Linked DNA regions of Mus musculus: all the other regions are linked to region 2. A link is a contact called in public promoter capture Hi-C data. All regions are on one chromosome and are shown on one strand. Each heading gives the region's core, a stretch centred on a gene start, on an enhancer-like site or on the middle of the called end of the contact. The rest is flanking DNA. Distances are from core to core; before and after follow the strand shown.

Region 1 (2,700 bases), core at 38-2,537, 460 kb after region 2:
AATCTCTGCCTAGAGGCAAAAGGGAGAAGACAGCCAGAGGCTCCTAGTAAGATGCTCCCATATTTCTGAGTCTTAAGCATCTATGGGGGAAGAGAGCCATGGGGCCTGGCTGGACCATGAACGGGGAGCAAGGGTATACAGCCAACAGCGGACAGGGAGGGAGGCGCCTATCATGTGTAAAATGTGCACACCAAGGTCATGGCCAGTTCTTCGTAGGAGGAGATGGGCCAAGGAGGAGAAAGGACATAGAGATGCCAAAAAGCGACATAGGTCTGAATAGAGGATGCCTACCCTACCTAGCTCCTCCTAATTCCTAAGACAATAACCAAGGTGGCTAAAGCTGTAGGCTACCCCAGCCAGGATACCTGCGGCCCTTATATCAGTCAGGTCTCGGTTTAGTCACACCTTCCCCGGGGCAACTGAACTCTAGGACCGAGGGCTGAGACCTGCTTCCCCAGGCTCCTCTGCTCCCGCACATCTAGTCAGACAGTGAGGGCAGGGGTGCAGAACTCAAGTTGGGAGAGAAGCACCATTTGCAGAGGGAGCCCCGCGAGGATGGGAGGAGCCCCCACTTCCCCGCCCCCAACCAGTCACTTAAAGGCATCGTCAGTGTTTTTGAACATGAGAATGGCGTTATAGATCTTCAAGGCTGGGCCTAGCTTGACACTCATGATCTTCACAATGTCCGCCTGTGTCAGCAAAAGGAAGGCCTCGCCGTCAATCATCTGAGGGGGTGGGAGAGTGAGAAGGAGATGGGGGGGGAAGGTATGGGGGGGGGAGGTCAGGTGTGGTGGTGGGGGTGAGGTGAAAGGAAGGTAGGGGCAGATATGGTGGGAAGTAGGGGGAGGGGAGAAAGGGCATGTGGTGGGTAGGGAAGGGAGGGAGGGCAAAAAGAAAAGACAAGGGAGGGAAAAAGGAGAGAAGGAAGACAACAATGGGGGCGGAGAAGGAACGCAAGAAGCCTGGTCCCCCGCACCACACACATTCAGCTTTTCTTTGTCTTTCTGCTGACTGCTCTGTGTCAGACATGTACACTGGAAAAGCGTCTTTGGAGCCCTTACAGACAGTAGCTTCGAGAAAACAGTTGCTGCTGACACAGTTGTGGGGCTTGCTACCAAACGACAACTCGGAGCTTCTTGTTTGAAAGTTTGCAAGAATTTCAAAATAGTGGCAGCAGAGCACCAAGCCAGCTGCCAGGTCCTTCTAAGCACAGGGCCCCAGGATATTGTTGCACAGACTGCACGCTCGCCCGTCTCAGGAGCAATCCTGGCTCCTGGTCTGAGCGGCTTCACTCATTAGTCATCAGCTTTAAAAACACTGCCTGGACTCACTTTGTAACCGGGGCAACAGCTTCCATATCTACGCGTGGGATCTAGCATTTGTGAACCGCCCGAAGCCAAAAGAGAGCAAAGACAAACAAAAACAAAGACAACAGAAACCCCACAGCTGCCTGTGGGGACCCACCTGTCAAGCTCAGGGCGACTAACAGCAAGCTGGGGATTTTGAGGGCTATCGCATGGGGTTCACTGTAACCTCTGACCTATTCCTGCCCCCCAAATCAGAGAGATGGAGAACACTCCAATGTAAACAAGCTTTTGGATCTGATTTTTAGTTGTAAGCCTTCTTCTATTAAAGTTATTTACTTTGTGTATGTACGGATGTGAGTGTTGGTGTTGAATGTGTGCACATTACTACACGTGTGTGGAGGCCAGAGGGCAATTTCCAGGAGTCAGCGCTCTCCTTCCATCATGGGAGTTTTAGGGATCAAACTCAGGTCTTCAAGCTTGGTGTCAGGCACCTTTACCAGCTTATTAGCCAACTTGCTGGTCCTGACTCCGAGACTTTTTAAAAAAATATATATCACAAGGAAAAAAAAAGAGAGTGAGAGACAAGATAAGAGAATACTCTCATAGCATTGAAAATGTAAACGAGGAAAATACCTAATAAAAAAAAGAGAATACTCTCCTAGAACAGGAGATATTGAAGGGCTACAAAACACCTGAAATAATTTATATGGGCCTTATTTGGCTCAAGAACGATTTTTTAAAAAACGTTCTGAGGTGACAAGAAATGTGGGGAAGGGCAGGGCTTGGTCGGTAGGTCAGAGAAGCTAGTACTGATTGCTTGCTTTCGCAATAACAGCGTTGTTTTAAAAAGTCACGAGTCACAGTGGTCAGAGGTGAAAGACCGTGAGGTCTGCAATTTACTTCCAGCTGCCTCATCCCCAGACAGATGGAGCCAGTGTGTGAAAGGCTGAGAAGTGTGTATTCCAGTCCCCAAAGCCAGCTATGGGGAGGGAGAAGGGGGGAGAAGGCAGGGCAAGGGGTTTGTGAGGCATGGGACTGAGAGGGAAACCTTTAAATGTCCATGGACAGGAGAGCTGCCCCCTGAGCATCAAGTGGAGAAAAACTCTGAGTGTATGCAGCACGTCACAGCACTACAGGGAACGAAGAGAGACCCACAGAGCACCGCTGTCTGATCCCGCGCACACAGTTCAAGAACAGGCAAAGCCAATCTATAAATCCACAGTGCTAAAAAAAATATGACGATCTACAGTGGTTATGTTTTGGGGTGAGGCCCGACCAGAAGAGGCTGAGGCAGAACTTTCTGGTATGATGGGGATATTCTGTCTTGATGGAAGTGGACTCAAGTCCACGTGTTTCATAAAATGGTGGCATTGGCTATTCACCTCGGTCATCT
Region 2 (2,700 bases), core at 128-2,627:
GACTCAAGGACTCTAAATTGGGAGACCAAAGAGTGATAGGTAGCCCAACTTTCTCAGTATCACCTAGGTGGGCCTCTAGACTAACAGCCATCTGGGGCAGATTCTGGCAGGCTGTGTCTTAGCCAGGATCATGAAGTGATTTCAAGGCACAGTGGGGTGTGAGTAGAGCCAGCCTGGAGTACTGTTGTGTCACCCCTTAAACAGCCCCTCCAGAAACTCTACTGAGGGGTTCAAGTTCCTGGTGGCTATTATTACCTCTATCACTATCCCATTTTTCAGGTTATAAAACTTAACCTGGACCAAAACACAAATCCAAGTCTTTGTTTTCCCAAGCATTTATCTTCAGCAATACTTGCCGGCCCCCATGTGTAAAATGAAGGCATGGGACAGGGCGGTGGGGAGCTGGGGTAGTCAGGTAACAAACAGCTATGCCTTAGAACGAGTTCTGGGCTCTGGCCATGGTGCTGAACCCACTGGCTACAGACAGGACTGCTACCCAGGCAGGGTGGGAGACTGAGTCCCTTAGAACCACCAGGTATTGGGCGCAGAGCCTAATCTCACTCCTACAAAGCGGAAACCCCGGTGACAGTACTAAGGTGTACTTTCAACTGCCCCTACCCTAGAAAGGAGGGGAGTGTTCTAAGTGGTCTAAGGAGCCAAAGCCGGTCTGTGCCTTTAAGAGCAAAACAAATCTGATGGGCAAGCCAGCTGCTCTGAGGGGATGGGTTAACTCCTTCCTTCTCAGCTCTTGAGAAAGGGTGACGGCGGGAGGAAAGACTTCCTAAGTCCCTGACTGAAGAAGACCCCTGCTAGAACGAGGGCCTCAGAGCTGTGGCCCGAGAGTGTCTGGAACAGTGGATGGGATGAAAGCTGGCCTAAAGTGAGGCTTCCTCTGCTCAGCCCCATCAGGCCGCTTGCCGGCAGGGCAGGTCTGTCCCCGGCCTTTGTCTCTCTGTTCAGGTGTCCCCAGGAGGAAACGAGGCCTAAGGAGATGCTCCTGGCATTGGGGCAGGGCTCTGCGGCCCCTCAGGACAGTTCCCTCCGGGGACCCCCGGTGCTACCTGCCTCTCTCTCCGGTCCCCTCCCAGTCGCCTGTCCGCACCCCGCGCCCGCTCTACCTTCTGCGAGCTGAAGGACTGGGTCCAGTGGTACAGAACCAGGCTCTCCTTGGGCCAATGGGCGGGGCTGGATGCCTCGGGCGCGTCGGGGGTCTCCACCGGCTTGGCTGCATCGCTCTCCAGTGCCGAGATGGGCCACCAGCTGCAGTTGGTGGGGGTCAGGTTGTTGGGGGTCGCCATGACAGCCCGCGATCCGAGGAAGGAGGAAGGAGGCGGCTCGGCAGCGGCTCGCTGGCGCCCAGCATCACATGGCCTCTTCGAGCCTGCCCCTCTTCCTCCTCCCCCTCCCCGCGATGTCATTACTCACTGGGTGCAGGAGGAGGGGCAAGGGGATCCCGGGGCTCTTTCCTCCTCCTCCCAGCTGGAGGTCCTCCCTGAGGGCCCTAGGGAGGGAAGGTTGCAGAAACCCGGGCCAAGCCCCCCAGAGCGCTCACAGTTGGTCAGTCACCTGCCAAAGACTTCACCATAATTACGCATTTGTGCCTCTCAATCTTGCGGAAACACTTCTTAGTTTAGATAAATGGCAGTATAGAGGTCTGTTAACCCTTTTTCACAAGTAGTGTCTGGAGATAGCTTTATTTGAAACTCCATTTTCTGATGTTCCCCTTCCTAAAGGGTTTCCAACAGCAGAAGGGGATGAATTGTAATTTGTTAACCACATCGGCACTTTCTCTCTGCCCAGGCACAGGCACTAAGGGCTTTCCAGCGGTCTACCCCTTTGGCCTGATTTACAGAGGAAGAAAGGGAGGCTCAGAGGAGAAGTGACCTTGCTCAAGGTCATAGAGCTGCTAACTGGTGGAGCTGAGATTCAAACTCAAGGCTGGCTTCATACAGGACGGGACTGGCTCGTGATTCAGCAGTCCTGCAAGCAGCAACTCAAGCTCTTTAAAGGAATCATGTGTCTTAGCTATGTAGACATGACTTTCCCAGGTGAGGAGGGGTACCATTGGTGGGATCCTAGGTGACACCATTACCCTAGGATATGTAGCCAGGTAGGAGTCTGTAGACAGCCCTTGTGCCTCTCCTGTAGGAGATTTTAAATGTTCTTTGGAACTTAGGTAAGGTTACCTAAGCATACCCATGCTTCCCCTGGAAAATATTTTATTAGATATTTATTTATTTGTATGTGTATGGGTGTTTTTGTCTGCATGAATATGTCTGGGTGCCAGATGCATGTCTAGTGCCCTCGGAGGCCAGAAGAGGTGTCAGATCCCCTGGAATTGGAGTTACAGTTGTTAGACACCATGTGGATTTGAACACCAGTCCTCTGGAAGAACAGCCAGTGTTCTTAATAGCTGAGCCACCTCTTCAGTCCCAGAATATGAATGTTATTAATGTCATAATTTACCTTTGAGAAGTGGACCCCGAGATAGTAGTTGAAAAATACAGTTGCTGGCCCCTAAAGAGTGGGAGAAGTTATAAGAAATATATCCTTGGGCAATGTCTGCAAACGTCACAGAATGTACTTATGTAGGCCAATTTTACTAAGAACCCCTGTCTCGTGAGCCCGTTTGTCGAACCCTGCTCTTATGAGTTAGTGTAACTGGGAGAGCAGGCCTCACTGTTTGCTGTTTCGGAGTCC
Region 3 (2,700 bases), core at 117-2,616, 280 kb before region 2:
GCGGAAAGGAGGGAGGACAGAGAGATAAGACATGCAAGAGGGTCAGGAAGATGGCTCAGTGGGTAAAGGTGCTTGCCACTAAGCCCCAGACACCATGTGCCTGACAGAATGAACTCCTGCACATTCTTTTATGACCTTCACACCTGCACTGTGTACCTTGTGTAAACACACACACACACATACAGCAAGATAAATGTGAAAACATGTAAGACCATGCATTCCATCTTGATTCAAAGTCCAGCTCCTGAGCAGCTTGCCCCACATGGGAGCACAGCAAGCCGGCATCGCTCCCACCTCACAGAGCTTAGAGTTCACTGCACACTGGGTCACTTAGCTCATGACTGCGTGTTCAGGGCTTCAAGGGCGCTAGAGGGATGGCCAGGACCCAAGATGGAAAGCAGCACATCAGCCAATAGGCAAGGATGTACGGAAAGAATCTGGGCATGGTAGCTTCCACCTGAAGCTCCAGCACTGAAGAGACTCAGGCAGGAGGACTGTTGTGAGCTCGAGGCCAGTCTGAGCTACACAGTTGAATAGTGAGCTCTGGGATAAAAGAATGAGACCATGTCTCAAGTAAAATTATAAAATGAAGAGAGGCAAAAATTATAAAAAGAAAAAAAAAGGCAGGAAGAAGGAATGGGGGTACAAGGAGGCCCTAAGGAAGGGAACAGGCGGGTACTGAGGCTCTGAGGAAGGAAGATGGGGTGGAGCAGAGCAGAAAGGACACACATGAGGGACAGTGGCAGGGAAGACACACCCTGGAGGGGTTTAGGTAAGACCATGAAGACAGCTGTGGATGGGTTAGGTTAGGCTTCTGGGGAGGTCAGAGGTGAGAACGCAACAGGGACCAAGCAGACACCTAGCTGGATCCTAGACACAACCTGGAAAACAAATATGTGGGCAGCTTCTGTCTGACAGGGAGTTTTGGTTTCTGACTTAAGTCAGGTGGTAAGAGGAGGTGTGGCTATTGAAATGGGACCCAGAGGGAAGCATTTGGGACGCCAGATGGATGGAAAGCAACCATTCAAGGGTTCATTAAGTCCCTGCTGGCTTCAAGCTCCCATGAGCCCTCCAATGGGATGGTGGGGAGGGCACATGGAAGAGGCTGGAGAGGGAACAAAGGCGTGAGACCAGGAATGTCCCTGTGGGGGACAATAGTCTAGAGTGAAGAGAACCATGATTCTAAGGAAGGAACTCGGTAATTATCCAGGGACCAGACCATACATTAGATTTCATAGCCAATTCTCTCAAGCAAAGACCCTGCCCCTCTTTGGGTTTCCAAATGAGGCAGAAGCAAAATTCTGTGTAAGGAAGTGCCCTCTGCACCCAGCAGATGGCGCTCCCTGCCTGTCTTTCTTAGTGTGTGGGGAGACCAGAGCGAACTCCTGGAGGTGGTTCCTTCTGCTGCTCACACTGCCTCCCCTTCCTCTGGGGAAACTGTTCAAAGCCTCGGCAGAGCCTGTTGCAATGGTGATGACACTCTACAATGATGAGACTGCAGCACAAAGAGTGGTGAGGACAGTCACCAGGCACTTGCTCACGTCCATCACTCTCAATGGCCCCACCCCGTAGATAAGCACTGTGTGTGTGTAACTTTATAACTTGACTTGGAAAGGTCTCAGGCCAGTCCATGTGCTTCCTAGGCTCAGATGTTTCCCCAGGTGACACCAGCTGCCCATGGGGTGGGTCAAACCCTGGGTAGCCCACACCATCTGCTGTAGCCTCTTTGCTCAGCTCTTTTCCATCGAGAACGTCAGTTCCATGAAAAGAGATTTGTGTCTGGATTGTCACTGCACCAGACTGAGAGGCCTGATCTTGGCAGCTGAGCCAAACCCACTCTGCTGCTTCCTTCCAAGATGCTGGGCTCGGCACCTGCTACAGAGGAGTGCGCTATAAATACACCTGGATCACACAGCTTTTCACCCGCCCACCTGCCCACCCACCCATCCTCTCCTCCATTCCCTATCTGTGGGATGACAGAGTGACCCCAGGGACTGCAGGGAAGGCTCTGACTGCCGGAGTGCTCCACCGTTGTTGCTCTCTCCAGGATCTGACACCAGAAGATGAATTACCTGCTAAGCCACCTGCTGGCCTCTCACTAGGACAGACTCCCTAGGGCTTTAAACTTGCTCTTGCTATGTCTGACCTTTGAGCCACCCTGGCAGAAAGCTGATGCTGTTGGCACTGCCAAGTCCCAAACCCAATCCTGGAAAGCACCCATCTTCATTCATCCTTAGGGACCATGGCTCCAAACACAGCTCTGGGGAGTTTCCAGCTCAACACACAAACACTCAAATTTACTGTCTTCCATGACTGTATTCTTCACACTATGGTAGCCTAGGCCTAGAATTACAGCTACTTGATGCCAAGGGAGGATGACCTTGGGTCCGGCTAGCCTGAGGTACATAGCAAGATGCCATCCCAACAGACAGACAGACAAGCATGAGAAAATGTTCATTTATGCTGGAAGTGAAATAAAATCATATAGTCATATATGAGTAACTTTTTTGTTTGTTTGTTTGTTTGTTTGTTTGTTTTTCAAAACTTCTTCTCTGTGTAGCCCTGGCTGTCCTGGAACTCACTCTGTAGACCAGGCTGGCCTCAAACTTAGAGATCCACCTGCCTCTGCCTCCCAGGTGCTGGGATTAAAGGTATGAGCTACTACAGTCTGGCTTTCCTCAAACTCAGGATCCTCCTGCC

The links. Promoter capture Hi-C pulls out the DNA fragments that hold promoters and counts their contacts.
Region 1: a contact with region 2 is called in a promoter capture Hi-C map of hippocampal neurons, with 2.4 times the contacts expected there. The contact joins the enhancer-like site here to the promoter of Gdap1l1 in region 2. A contact is called at or near these places in 5 of 39 promoter capture datasets (the C10 cell line, cranial neural crest, hippocampal neurons and 2 more) and 2 of 115 datasets of contacts at active chromatin or transcription factors (embryonic basal ganglia and forebrain).
Region 3: a promoter capture Hi-C map of liver shows a contact between it and region 2, with 2.9 times the contacts expected there. The contact joins the enhancer-like site here to the promoter of Gdap1l1 in region 2. A contact is called at or near these places in 7 of 39 promoter capture datasets (the 3T3-L1 cell line, the C10 cell line, embryonic stem cells and 3 more) and 4 of 484 Hi-C or Micro-C datasets (the G1E-ER4 cell line, extraembryonic endoderm stem cells, large pre-B cells and 1 more).

Annotation. Positions count from the first base shown.
Region 1 is chr2:162,972,413-162,975,112 of GRCm38.p6, reverse strand. L3mbtl1 (L3MBTL1 histone methyl-lysine binding protein) reads right to left here. Exons shown (of 23, transcript NM_001081338.2): 23 at 1-725. The coding sequence ends at 591. Among named protein-coding and RNA genes, the nearest start is that of Sgk2, 14 kb to the left of the region's middle. Within about 2 kb of position 1,287, at least 84 of the 459 cell types and tissues checked have an H3K27ac peak or open chromatin away from gene starts, as enhancers often do. A contact at or near this core is called in hippocampal neurons, liver and neural stem cells, where this site is marked.
Region 2 is chr2:163,437,144-163,439,843 of GRCm38.p6, reverse strand. It overlaps Gdap1l1 (ganglioside-induced differentiation-associated protein 1-like 1), which reads right to left and starts at 1,377. Exons shown (of 6, transcript NM_144891.2): 1 at 1,119-1,377. The coding sequence starts at 1,298.
Region 3 is chr2:163,718,152-163,720,851 of GRCm38.p6, reverse strand. All of the region lies in intron 2 of Pkig (protein kinase inhibitor, gamma), which reads right to left. Among named protein-coding and RNA genes, the nearest start is that of Gm16316, 27 kb to the right of the region's middle. Within about 2 kb of position 1,366, at least 88 of the 459 cell types and tissues checked have an H3K27ac peak or open chromatin away from gene starts, as enhancers often do. A contact at or near this core is called in the G1E-ER4 cell line, hippocampal neurons, liver and 1 more, where this site is marked.